2 separate regions of the Oryctolagus cuniculus genome follow, and region 1 is linked to region 2. Evidence: chromatin contacts called from public Micro-C data. All regions are on one chromosome and are shown on one strand. The core of a region is the stretch at or near the end of the contact, and the rest is flanking DNA. Distances in the headings are between cores, read along the strand shown.

The links. Hi-C and Micro-C count contacts between places; a contact is called where the count stands out from the background.
Region 1: a Micro-C map of ear pinna shows a contact between it and region 2, with 8 times the contacts expected there. The contact joins the promoter of MAN2A1 here to the promoter of PJA2 in region 2. A contact is called at or near these places in 3 of 6 Hi-C or Micro-C datasets (ear pinna, psoas muscle and an unstated tissue).

Annotation. Positions count from the first base shown.
Region 1 is chr14:32,361,753-32,367,793 of mOryCun1.1, reverse strand. MAN2A1 (mannosidase alpha class 2A member 1) reads right to left here and starts at 2,806. Exons shown (of 22, transcript XM_051853587.2): 1 at 1,762-2,806. The coding sequence starts at 1,896.
Region 2 is chr14:32,041,202-32,047,818 of mOryCun1.1, reverse strand. It overlaps PJA2 (praja ring finger ubiquitin ligase 2), which reads left to right and starts at 1,561. Exons shown (of 10, transcript XM_002713961.5): 1 at 1,561-1,729.

The sequences.
Region 1 (6,041 bases), core at 1,557-4,056, 320 kb before region 2:
TTCATGGATGTGGAAAAATGTGTATTATAAAAAACCATGCATGGGTTTCGATAATTTTTGCCCCAAAATAAACTCTGGAACCAAACACTAACCCAGTAAAGGATACCTTCCTCTTGCGGTGAAAATCCAGTTTAGAAAAGCCGAGAGAAGCCCATCTCCCAAACCTTCTCCCTTAGACAAGGAACAGCACACACACACACACACGCACACACACGGGCTGCTCTCTCTTCCAGTTTCTGTCACTTTCAACAAATCCTTTACACTTTAAGCAGAATGTCAGCCCCTCAATGAGTGCCAGAGATGGATAGTAAGATACTGCAATTAACTTGGCCTAAGCTTTCCCAGTAACTGAATGAGTCACTCACTTCTTTCGAAACAGTACAATGTCAAGGTTGCCAGAGTAGCTGGTACAGATGTTTGCATAAATCACGTTCTAGTGGTCACCAAGCTAGACCCAAAGGACACTGCTCAAGACAACACTTCAAGTAAAGCATTCCCATGCTTAGGGGGTTTTTTTGTTTGTTTTTCTGTAATGAAGAAACTTTTGAAAATGGGGTACTGGGTGACAAAAAATCATAGTAAGTTTAACATCCAAAGTGTACAAGAGAAATAGAAACAAAGCTTAGAACAGGGCACGCTGACCTTTTCTCCAACCTCGTCAACAAGCACTGGACAAACTCTAAGCTCAAGATTTAGAGCCAGCCCATGGGGCTTATTCTGCATCTCCTCTACACATAACCCAAGGGAAGCACAAGCTTTGAGAAATTTTGATACGCCTGTCTGCAACAAGACGTTTAATCCCGCGCACCTGCAAAATGCTTGCAGGGCTCTGTACTGATGACAACATCCATAAGGGGGGTCTTTCTGCACGGCACAGTAATTCAAGTAAAGTTTGCCCTTTAATTTCAACTCAACAAAAGCCATTTATCTTAGCATACCAGACAGAAGCAACGGCAAAAACAAAATTCCAACAGCGACATCCTAGGTTTCTCCACGCCGCCGAAGTCGTGGAGGCGATGAGGCTAGGTTCTGCGGGTTCATTCGTTACAGCACGCTCGGCACAACACCTCCTTTCACTAACAATTCCGAAGCGTACAGGTCATTGGCAAGCAAAGAGAAAGGGGACCCTCCAAAGAGAACCGCGTCCGTCATGCTTATTTTTAGTCACTTTAAATAAGACTTCGGGCGGGTCGTTTTCTCCGCGCGTCGGCCGATCTGACCAGCGGGCGCAGGGCCGAGCGCCCCACAGCTTCTGGCCCGAGTATGACACGCGCTTACCCGCTCGGCTCCCCACGTCTGCTCCGAACGAACCCGATGCAACAGCTCCCCATCCACAATGAAGACACTGAAGTCAGCCGCACAGAACCACATGGAAGAGAGCCGCGGCACGAAATAAACTTTTTTTTTTTTTCTGTCGTAGGAGACCGTGGAGACGGCAAAAAAAAAAAAAAAAAAAAAAAAAAGCCGCCTAGTCCGGGTCCGTTCGATCCGTCTCCACCATGAGACGCGCGCGACTGAACTCCGGGCAGACCACGGGCCACGTACTAGAGACCACCCGCGCCCCTCCGGCAGGTGCCAGCGGCCACCTCGCCCGGCCCGGGCGCGTGTGCGCGATCACGGCCACTTCTCCCGCGCGCGACACTTTTTGTTAACTAGGCGCGCCCGGGAAGCGGAGGTCCCCGGATCGCCGTCACCGCAGGGCGAGCGCCGCGGACCCCCGACCCTTCCCGACCCGGGGATCGGCCCGGCCCCCGCGCTTACCTGGGGAAAGGAGCCCTCGCGCCGCGGGCTTCTGGGGTAGTCTAAGTGACCCCGGTCCAGCATCAGGTAGAGCGAGAAGATCACCACGCAGAAGATCGCGCTGCCGAACACGGTGAACTGGCGGCTTAACTTCATTTTCCTCACTAGAACCCAGGCCACGCTATCGTCTTCACCCGGAGGCGGCCACCGGAGGCTCCCTCGCGGGTGCGGGTCCGGGCCCCACTCCGCACCCCGTCCCCGGCGCCACGGCGCGCCCTCAGCCTTGGCCCCGGCCCGCCGCCCTCCTGGGGCCGGGCGTCGCTCTCCGGACGGGACTCGCCCTTAGTCGGGAAGGGGCCGGCGCAAACTTGATCCGAGCTCGGCGCCAACAGCCGGCAGGGCGCGCGGGGCGCGCGGAGGAGAGGTCGCTGCCCCCGACTTCCTGTCACCGCCACCCCCCGACGGAGTCGGCAGGAAAAGTTTTCTCGACGAGGGCAGGCGCGTCCCCCCCACCCAGAGCAGGCACCGAGCGAGCGGCCCCGGGCCCGCGGAACGGAGCTGGGTGCGAGGAGCCGAGCGGAGAGGAACTGGATGGGGAGGAGCCCGGCCCCACAACTTAGCGCCGGGACAGCCGGGTCCGCCCCCGCGGCACCGCCCCCGCCGCTCGTGGCCGAGCCTCTTCCTGCCGCCTCCGCCGCTGCCGCTGCCGCCGCCGGGCCGGCGTCCACCCCGGGCGCACGGATCCGGCAGGAGTTCCCTAGGAGCGCGAACGCGCGCCGGCCTCGGGCGCCCCCCGCCGCCCCTACCTTCCCGCGCCGCCTCAGGGAGGGCGCCGGGGGCGGGCGGCGGCGGCGGCGGCGGCAGCGGCGCCGGGCGGGAGGAAAAGGAGAGCCCTGAGGCGAGGACCGTCCCCGGAGAGGAGCCCGCTCCAGCTCCAGCTGCAGCTGCGAGCCCCTCCCTCCTTCCCGCCCCGCGAGCGCGGAGATGGCGGCTGCAGCTGCAAAGAGAAGCGCCGCTTCTCCGGCGCCACCCGGCACCTCAGCAGCGCCCGCCACTAGCCGGAGACGGCGGCGGCGGCGCGGCGGCCGCTGGGTCAACGGGCGCCCGCAGCCCCCGAGCGAGCGGCGGCCGGCCCCGCCCTCCCGACGCGCCGGGATGAGGGGGCGGGCCCCCCAGCGCCCAATCAGGGCGCGCCGCCCGCCGGGCCCGCCCCGCGTCCGCCCGCCCTCGGCCCGGCGGCAGGAAGACCTCGGCGGCGGCTGAGCAGTTGAGGCCGGCGGCGCGCGTTGCGGCGAGGTTGCTTCCCCGTGCCGAGGCGCGCGTCTGCTGTCCCGGAGCACCCGGGTAGAGCGCGCCTCGGAAGACGCGGGCTGCGAATTCTGTCCGGATTCCTCTTTTCCTCCCTTGCCTTTTGTGACGTCCCGGTGAAACCTGGGGGAGAGGAGCCTCCCACAGGCCGCTCCCGGCGGGTGTAGACAGAGGAGGGGAATCTGAGAAGTGATGCCTGGGCCGAGGGTCGATGGCGTCGCCCCTCGGCTCCAGAGTCACCCTTAGTTGCTGCGCTGTGGCAATGGATCTGGGCCTCTAGCATAGGTTTTCCTTCCTTCCTGGGATGGCGGCGGGGTCGGTAGAGGGCGCTGATGAGACGCGGCGGGAAGCAGGAGCGCGCGGCGCCCTCGGCCTGCTCGGGTGCAGAGCCCCGCAGCGCGGGCGTCCGTCGCCGCCGCCTCCCGCAGGGAGCGGTGCGGGCGGGGGGCGGGGGGCCGGGGGGAAGAAGCGCGGGACGCTGCCCTCAGAACAGCTTGCCTGCACCCTGGAAGGGACTCGGGGCGTTTTCGAGGGCAGATTCTCAACTAGGCTGTGCAGGGACTTCTCTGCCATTCAGTGAGGAAAACTACATGATATTTTCCAGTAAGATCTAGATGTTGGGGGACGCGGCGGCATGGAGTGTGGAGACCTTTTAGGCACCGTCCTGTCCCAAGGATCAGTTTTCAGGTTAGCTCCTTGGAGCTGCTGGGTCTGTACTCGCTAGAATTCTCATAGTGCTACTGAATCTCTCCTTGCTGTAATCGCCGATTAATTCCTTTTATTAAACCTTCCGGGTTCGGGGAGTAATCCCGAGAGAAATACCCCACAGAGGTGGGGTTTGGGGATCGGTTTGGTGGAGACTTTGACCTGGAGCTCCTGGCCAGAGGAAGTGGAATGTTAGCAATCCACAGCATGCAGGACCTACCTGGCAACCGCCTGTGGCTGGTCTGGATGGAGTGCCTTCTGAATGAAGCAATGCCCCGGCGGTGCAGGTGCCCGCTGCACTTGACCCCTAGGGCTGTAAAGTTGCCCAGAAGGGCCAGGGTGTGGGAAGGAGTCTTTTGAGTGCCTATAAGGTGCAGTTCTGCTAACCCGCAGGCGCCCTCTATTGCTATGATATGTAGGGTCAAGTTTCAGTGTGCTCCCGGGAGATAGATGTACACTATGAAGGGAGATGACTTTGCTTACACACCACAACTGGGAGCCAGCCATGTATAAGGATGGATGCTAAGGGTGTTAGACCCTGGAAGGTGGAATATGGCACTAGACTGAGCCAGGTCCAGGGTTACGGGGTTAATTGTATATGATAGCTCACATAGCTGTAGCTGGCTCTAACAGCCTACTTGGTGTCTTGGTAGGAACTCTGTCTCAGTGTTGCCCTACAGTTTGCAAGACTGAAATACCAAGGCCTCCTCAACATGATGTAGAACAGGGATCCAACGGTTTAGGGAAGTGAAAATGTTATACTGGACTTTGCATAAGCAACTTGCAGATCCAACCCCCACCGTGTTCTATGCAGACGCCCCCCCAAGACACTCTCTTCGGTGAAGTTTGAGATACACACTAGTAGGGAACACCTGCATCTGTGAGTTCCTCTGTGGATGTCCTCGCAGTGGAAGATGCTGAGATGGACAGGGGCTCCCTAATTTCTGTAATGATGATAGGATCCCGCAGAGCAGAGGCCAGGCAGCCCTTAACATCCAAGGACGAGGTAGACATATCTGCCAAAAGTAGCAACCTTGGCCAACTGAGATGCCCTGGACACAAAAGACAGAGGAATCCCAAGTAGAATTTTGCTTGATAGCAAGCTGTAGTTCAGGAAGCCAAATTCTGATTTGAGCAAAAAGTCTCTCAGTGGAGACACATCCAGAATACTTCTGTTGAAGGGGGATCTGTATGCCATGAGCCTTGCACCATTGTCCCTGTACTTATGATAAAGCCCTCCAAGTGTCCCCCAAGAAGTTGACCATTTACTGGAGTGAGTGTACATTGGCAAAAAGGATGTATGTGTATCTTTTGCATTTTATTAGACACTGGCTGAATTCCTGCAACAGAAAATACCATTACCCACCAACCACAGCTGAAGTGTTTCCCTGGTCAAGCGAAGTGCATGACCAGTTTGGTCAACTGGTTCACAACCATCTGTGTGATGACTTTCCCCATGTGTGAATGTGTAATTGGAATAGAAATATTTAGCAACTGACAGGGTCCCCAATTTGGCTTGCTTACCTAGAGAATGAAGCCATTGCAGTGGGAAAAATTATATGGAAGCTCATTTTTGCTTTCTTCCAAAGTAGTGAACCAGAAGCAACACTACATTGCTAAGATGGCTTGCAGGGATTAATGTCACCATGGAAGGCTTTCAAGGAGCAGGGGTGGTGACATTTACATTCTCATTTAGCTCATCAGTTCGGACAATCCCAGATGGACCTAGGAGAATAGCTGTGGACTATTATAAACCTAATCAGGTGTTGATTTCATTCACAGCTGCTGTCTCAAATGTAGTATTTTTGCTGGAACAAATCAACAGAGCACCTGGCATTTGGTATACAGTATTGGCTTGGCAAATGCTGTTTTTTTCTATATTTTTAAAAAACCACCAGAAGCAGTTGGCTTTTACCTGGCAGGACCAACAGGATACCTTCCCAATGTTGCCTGCAGGGTACAAAAATCCATAATACAATGACACTGGTTGTCTTAACACATCAAGAAAACACCACATTGGTACACTACATTGACAACGTCTTGTTGATTGGATCTTATGAGCAGGAAGTAGCAAGCATTTGAGATGTCTCAGTAATACATATTTGAGCTAGAGAGGATATAGTGATTATGAGTACATGTGACAACTCTAAAATGGTCACCTCAGGAAGGAGGGTACATTCTGTCATGATACATGCTATACAAGGAGGAAACTACTGAACCTTTGAGTTATGAGTCCAAACGGGTGTGTGGAGTAAAAATGCTGAGGACTGAAACCAAAGGTGAAATGA
Region 2 (6,617 bases), core at 312-2,811:
CGGGGGGGATGCTGAGACCACCCGGAAAGTGATCAGGGTCAGGACAGGACTTTGTAGTGTTAGATACAGGGCTGCTTCCAAGGGGAGCTTCTGCAGATGCGTTGTTTTCCTACAGCCCCTCTCACACACACAGAAGCTAATTTCTGACTTCCCACCTATCACTGTGAGCCTCAGCTGCTGCGCTTCTCATCCAGTTCCCTGCTAACGCTCCTGGGAAGGAGGCGGTGGATGGAGCTCCTGGCTCCTGGCTTCCCTCTGACCCAGACCTGGCTGTGAAGGGCGTTTGCAGAGTAAACCAAGCAAATGGAAGCTCACTCTCTCTTCCCCCTCTCTCTGTAGCTCAGCCTTTCACATAAATAAAACAAGCAAACTTTTCTTTAAAAATACATTTATTTAAAGAAAATAATAAATAAAAGTGGAAATCTCAGAAACCCCGCCCACCCAAGGAAACTAGTGTTTTCAAGCAATCCAAGATCCCACCGGGAAATTAGGAAATACAATGACAACATGAATTCTTTCTCAAGTTGTGAAGGAGCTGGGTAGAAAAAGACTCCAAGCTCACAGAGCAGCACGTGCGAAGGCAGAGTTAAGTACCAAGTGGGGAACGGGTTCTTGCAAAGATACTCACAGGTACTCCAACGGCTGCGCTGGGAATCAGACTTGCTGCCACAAAACACGCAGCAAGTTCCCACAAAACCAACTTTCTACAGTAAATTACGGATGATTTGTTTCCATCAACAAACTAGCGTCAGGTCCCTAACAGGGGCTGTCACAGGGCTGGAGGCGCGGGGCGTAGGGAAGCGATCGACCCATCCCGAGCGCCGCGGCCAGGGGCAGGGGGAGCGGACGCGCAGGTGCGTTTCAGGGCGGCGACGCGTGGCCGAGTGCGGGACGAAGCGGCGCTCGGCATCGCGGGCGTAGCCAGTTACCCAGGTCTAAGCGAAGCCAGGCGTCCGGGGACTACCGCGGGCACTGCGGCCACGGCTTAGCAGGGACCAGGCGGGTCTCCCCCAGCAGGGGCAGGGCCTGAACTTCCGCCAGGTTCCCAGTCGAATCAGGACCGACCCGACGGCTCCATCTTGGCGGCCGCTCCCGGAATTCGTGATAAAGTCCTCACTGCGCCAGCCCTGCCCTCCACACCCCCCTGAGCTTTCCCGGAGACCCGCCCTCTCCCAGCCCGCACCACAAAAGGCTGTGCCGCTTCAGCACCGCCCCCTGCCCAAACGTCGCAGTGCTGCGGGGCAAGGAGGCGGAGTCGGGCGCCGTCTTCCCGCTCCTCGACCAATCGGCGAGGGCCCCCCCCCCACGAAAAACAAGACGCTGAAGACAGTGCGAGTATTTTTCCCTTTTTCTGCCACGTCCCAACCATTGACGCGAGCCCACTCCTCAGGCTCCCATTGGGCGTGCGCGTTCAGCCCCCGGCAGAGGCTCCTGATTCCTATTGGCCGGCTAGAGCTCGGGGGCGGGGTCCGCGCGCCGTGCTCCGCCTCCTCCTCCTCCCCACCGTGTCCGCCGCCGCGCAAGGGGCGGGACGCGCCGCCGCCACCTCTGCTTCCGCCGCCGCCGCTACCGCCGCCGCGCCGCCGCCGCCGCCGCCGCCGCCGTGCCGCCGCCGCAGCCGCCTGCTGCTGCGCGTTCGGCGGGGGAGGAGTCGGAGGCGGAGAAGAAGGCGGTGGTGGCGGGTGGAGGATCGAGCGCTGTTCTCGCTCCGGAGCCGCTGCACATTTCGGTGAGGGGCTTTTTTTTTTTTCTCCTCTCCTCTTTTTTTTTTTTTTTTTTTTTTTCTTTTTAAAATCGGGCTTGTTCGGATGTCAGCAGTGTGGGGGTCGGGGCGAGGAAATGGCTGCCTTCATCTGCCGTTCTTGCCTCTCTGGAGCAGGAGCGGGGCCTGTCCCCGGCCCGCAGCGCCGGCCATGGTGGGTGGGGTTGATGGCTGGGAAGAGGCCTTCCTCGCCTCCTGGGCCCTGTCCGCGCCGGGCCGGGGGCCCCGCGGACGCCGCGTCCCCGACGGATGGCAGCCCTCGGCGTGGTGGTGGTGGTGGTGGTGGTGGTGGTGGTGGGGTCTCCGCCGGCCGCTCTTCCTCGGGCCTCGTCTGCTGTCCTTGGTGCCCCGGCCAAGGACCCCGCCGCCCTTGTCCCCACGCTCGCGGCCGGGCGAGTGCGCCGCCCGCCAACGCCTCCCACCCGCCTGCGGTGCCCACCGGGCGAGCCGGGCCCCTGACGCCGCAGGCCTGCGGCCCCCTCCCCCCGAAACCTGCCGTGGCCGTTGCCGGCCGGCTGCGTGTGCGTGCTTCCCGACGGTCACGGAGGCCCCGGGCGCAGACACGCCGTGGGCAGCGTAGCCGTCGGGGTCCCCCGGTCCCGGGAGCCCCTTGCCTGGGCGCCGCTGCCCGGGAGCGCGCCTCCGGCGGGCCGCCGCACCGCCGGTGCTGGCCTCCCCGGGACGACTGCTAGTTAATCATTTTGCGCACTTCCAAAATGGTGAGTTTAAAGCCGCTCAGACCCAGTCGAAGAGAGGGGGAGGCGGTCCGATAGTGTTTTTGCAGGGTGCAAGAATAATCGGGGAGGTTTCCCTGGCTTAGACGTAACAGAAAAATTACATCTGCATAGGCACTGCTCTGAGTCCGCTGGTTCTGCGAAGTTGACGTTTTTCTTAAAAAAAAAAAAAAAAAAAGGTTCACTCCATTCTGTTATTTTTATCATGAAATGTTTGGTCCCGCTTCTTTAAAATGGCAGTCACCTTTGCTAAAGGCTGCAGATCAGCTGAAGAGTATGTAAATAAAAGCTAAGATAACAGAAATAAAGGTCTCAACTTTTTTTCGACTTTTGTCGTTTGTCTGGAATTGGTTTTCAATTGTGAAATAACCACTTCATTTCTGTTGTTAATTACAGATGTGCAAGCTTGGTGTACAGTCTGAGATGTAAATAAAGGACTCTTAGGTGAAATGTGAAAAATTCTTCTCCTCCCCCAGTCTCACTCCAGTAACTGGACTTAACAGTTTACTGTTAATCTTTCAAAATTTCTTTTACAAATGCACTTTGAAACACGTGGACATCAGACATGCACAGTGCGTTGGCCTTTTTTCTTGAAGTGGGAGTATATCCAGCACTTTTGTCCATCAGTCGTTTTTTTCACCTGATTGTACATCTTGGCCGAGAGTTTCCTGGTCGTGTGTGGCTCTCTCCTAAAGGCTTGGAGAGGAAGTGGTAGTTCATCAGCCAATGGGCTGTTACTCAAGCAGCCAGCTTCTTATTGGAAGACGTTTAAGTTAATTGCAGTTTCCTTTTTCAGTCACAAATAATGGCTTATAATGAAGTCCACTTTCTGATTTATTGCTTGATGTTTAATGACCTCCCTTAGAGCCTTGATTTACAAATTTTCAAGTGTGGAGGCCTGGAAGGTAAGAAGCACACCTCCCACTTCTTGTCCTACCTGGCATCCTAAGAGTAGTCCCTGAGAACAAGTCAGCAAACTTCCTGTGTGAGCTGATTTCTGGAGCATGGATTCCTAGGAACGGAATTACTTAATTAAAGGGTGGGCATATTTAAATTTTTGATAACCATTTATCTGTCATCTTTTGAAAATATTTTCTGCTTAAGCTTTTTCTCCTACTAGACAAACTTCAGACTCAAGTAAAAAGTATCCTGGGCTATATTGTATGATGTTGTATTGAACTTTTAGATTAATTTAGAGAGAGCTGACCTTTACAGTATGAGTCTGTCCCCTTGGAAGAGGTGTTCTCTCCATTTTATCCACGTGTTCCTTCATATTCTTAGGGAATACAAAATTTTATAGTTTATCTTTTGCCTTACATATGACATTCTGAATATTCCTAAATGTTTTGTAGTTTTGATTGTTGTGGTAGATGGTTCAATAACATTTTTCTTCTGGTTATAGGAAAGTATTTGAATTCCTAAGTTTATCATGTAGCTAATCATTTTATTGGGTTGATGATGATTTGAAAATCTTTACTGTTTCGTGGTTTCCTTTCCAGTGTTGATAACCTAATGAATTTCCCTCATTGCTTTATCAATCATAGCTACTATCTAATGTTAATAATAGCACTAGTAGTGAAGCATTGGGTGTTCCTGACTTGAAGGGGAATGCTTCTGTTTCAGCTTTTATTAGGGTGTTTGCTGAAGCTTTCTGATCAGTAGCCAGTATTAAAAAATTTCCTTCTATTCTTGGCTTTCCAACATGACTCTACTGTTTTCATTTTATTAATGTTTTTGATAACCATAAATAGGTATTGAGTTTTCTTGGATATTTTTGACAATTTTTGTGGGGAGTCACCACAAAAAAATACTGGTGTCACCAGTATTATCTGGTTAATATTTTTCTAAGAGAGGTTAAATTAACCTTGAGGCTACCTTCAATACAATAAAATATACTTATTTGGAAGTAGAGCTCATTTTGTTTGGATAAATGTGTGCTCATGTCACTACCGTCACAACTGCACAAAATATTTTTGTGACCCGATCAGGATAGAGAAGATTTTCATCTCTCTTTAAAGTGCTCTTTTGTCATTTTGCAGTAAATCATGCTTTCACCCTCAGCACCAGGGAATCATGCATCCTCTTTTCTCATAATATATTGATCTCATTGATTCTAGAATTTCATATGAATTAATTATATAATGTAAATTCCCACTCTCTTTTCCTCTCAGCATTTTTTTTTTAAAGATTTATTTATTATTCAAAGGAAAGAGTTGCACACAGAGAGAAGGAGCGGCACAGAGAGAGAGAGAGGTCTTCCATCCACTGGTTCACTCCCCATTTGGCTGCACTGGCTGGAGCTGTGACAATCCGAAGCCAGGAGTCAGGAGCTTCCTCCAGGTCTTCCACATGGACTTGGGCCGTCTTCTGCTGCTTTCTCAGGCCATAGGAGAGAGCCAGATTGGAAGTGGAGTAGCTGGGACTTGAACCGGCGCCCATGGGATGCTGGCACTGCAGGTGGCGGCTTTACCCACTATGCCACAGCACCAGCCCCTCAGCATGTTTTTGAGGATCACCTGTGTTTTTGTGTGTTTAACTGGTTCACCCCTTCTTATTGCTGAATAGCAGCCCATGGTGATGATTTACACTTTCTTGACCATTTCACCTATTTCTGAATATTTGGATTGTTTTCCATTTGGTGGTGGTGTTAATAAAACTCTTCTGAATATTCATTCATTTTGAGTTTTGTGTCAACATGTTTCTGTTTCTCTTGGTAAATAGCTAGAAATGGAATTATGGCATTGTATGATAAGTGAGTGTTTCACCTTTTAAGAAACTGCCAAACTGGTAGACATGCCAGACTATTGCATGTCTACCAGTAATGTATGAGAGTTCCAGTTGCTCCACATACTCATCAGCACTTGATTATTTCAGTCTTTTTCATTTTAGCCCTTTTTGTAGGTGTTGTAGTAGTATCACAATGTGATTTTAACTTAGGTTTACCTGATGACTGGAGGCTGAGAATTTAGTCATGGGCATGTCATCCTGTCTAAAGGATTTTTTTCAGATTTTTTTTTTTGCCCAGTTTAAGAAATTGAGTTGTCTTACTAAATTTCAAGAATTTTATACATTGGTTTCTTTCTTTTACTTTAAAAAAGAGGAGCCTCCCTCAACTTTTTCTTTCTTTAGGTAAGATTTATTTATTTGAAAGGCAGAGTTACTGAGAGGGAGAGGCAGGAGATACATTCCATCCGCTGGTTCACTCCCTGAATGACCACAACAGCTGGGGTTGGGTCAGGCTGAAGCCAGGAGCCTGAACTCCATTTGGACCTTCTACATGGGTGGTAGGAACCCAAATATTTGGGTCCTCTTCTGCTTTTCCCAGGCACTTTAGCAGGGAATTGGATTAGAAGTGGAGCAGTTGGGGCTTGAACTGGTGTTCATATGGGATGCCTACGTCACAAATAGTTTACAGTATGCCACAATGCCAGCCCCTCCAACTGAGAATTGTTTTCCTAGTGCAAGGTTGTACAGATTTCCTCTTTTCTTCTACAAGTTTTGTAGTTTGGTCTTTTACATCAAAGTGTGCTTGTTCCGCGTTGCAGGTTCATTTTGAATATGGTGAGTGATGGTGGTCCAGGCTCATTTTCTTTGCAATTGGAAATGTAGTTTGTTTTGCTTCTTGTGTCAGGAGCATTTTCCTTTCCCCATTGAATTAACTGTCAGAAATCAATTGAACATAAATGTGACTCTTACTTCTGGACTATCCCCTTGATTTTTCTGTCTATAATTTTGCCAGTAGTATTTTCTTTTCTTTTCTTTTCTTTTCTTTTTTTTTTTTTTTTTTTTTTTTTTTTTTTTTTTTTTTTTTTTTTGACAGGCAGAGTGGATAGTGAGAGAGAGAGACAGGGAGAAAGGTCTTCCTTTTCTGTTGCTTCACCCCAGAATGGCCGCTGCGGCCGGCGCACTGCACTGATCTGAAGCCAGGAGCCAGGTGCTTCCTCCTGGTCTCCCATGCGGGTGCAGGGCCCAAGGACCCTGCACTCCTGGGGCACCCCGGAGAGCTGGCCTGGAAGAGGAGCAACCGGGACAGAATCCGGTGCTCCAACTGGGACTAGAACCCGGGGTGCTGGTGCTGCAGGCGGAGGATTAGCCTGTTGAGCCATGGTGCCGGCCCCATG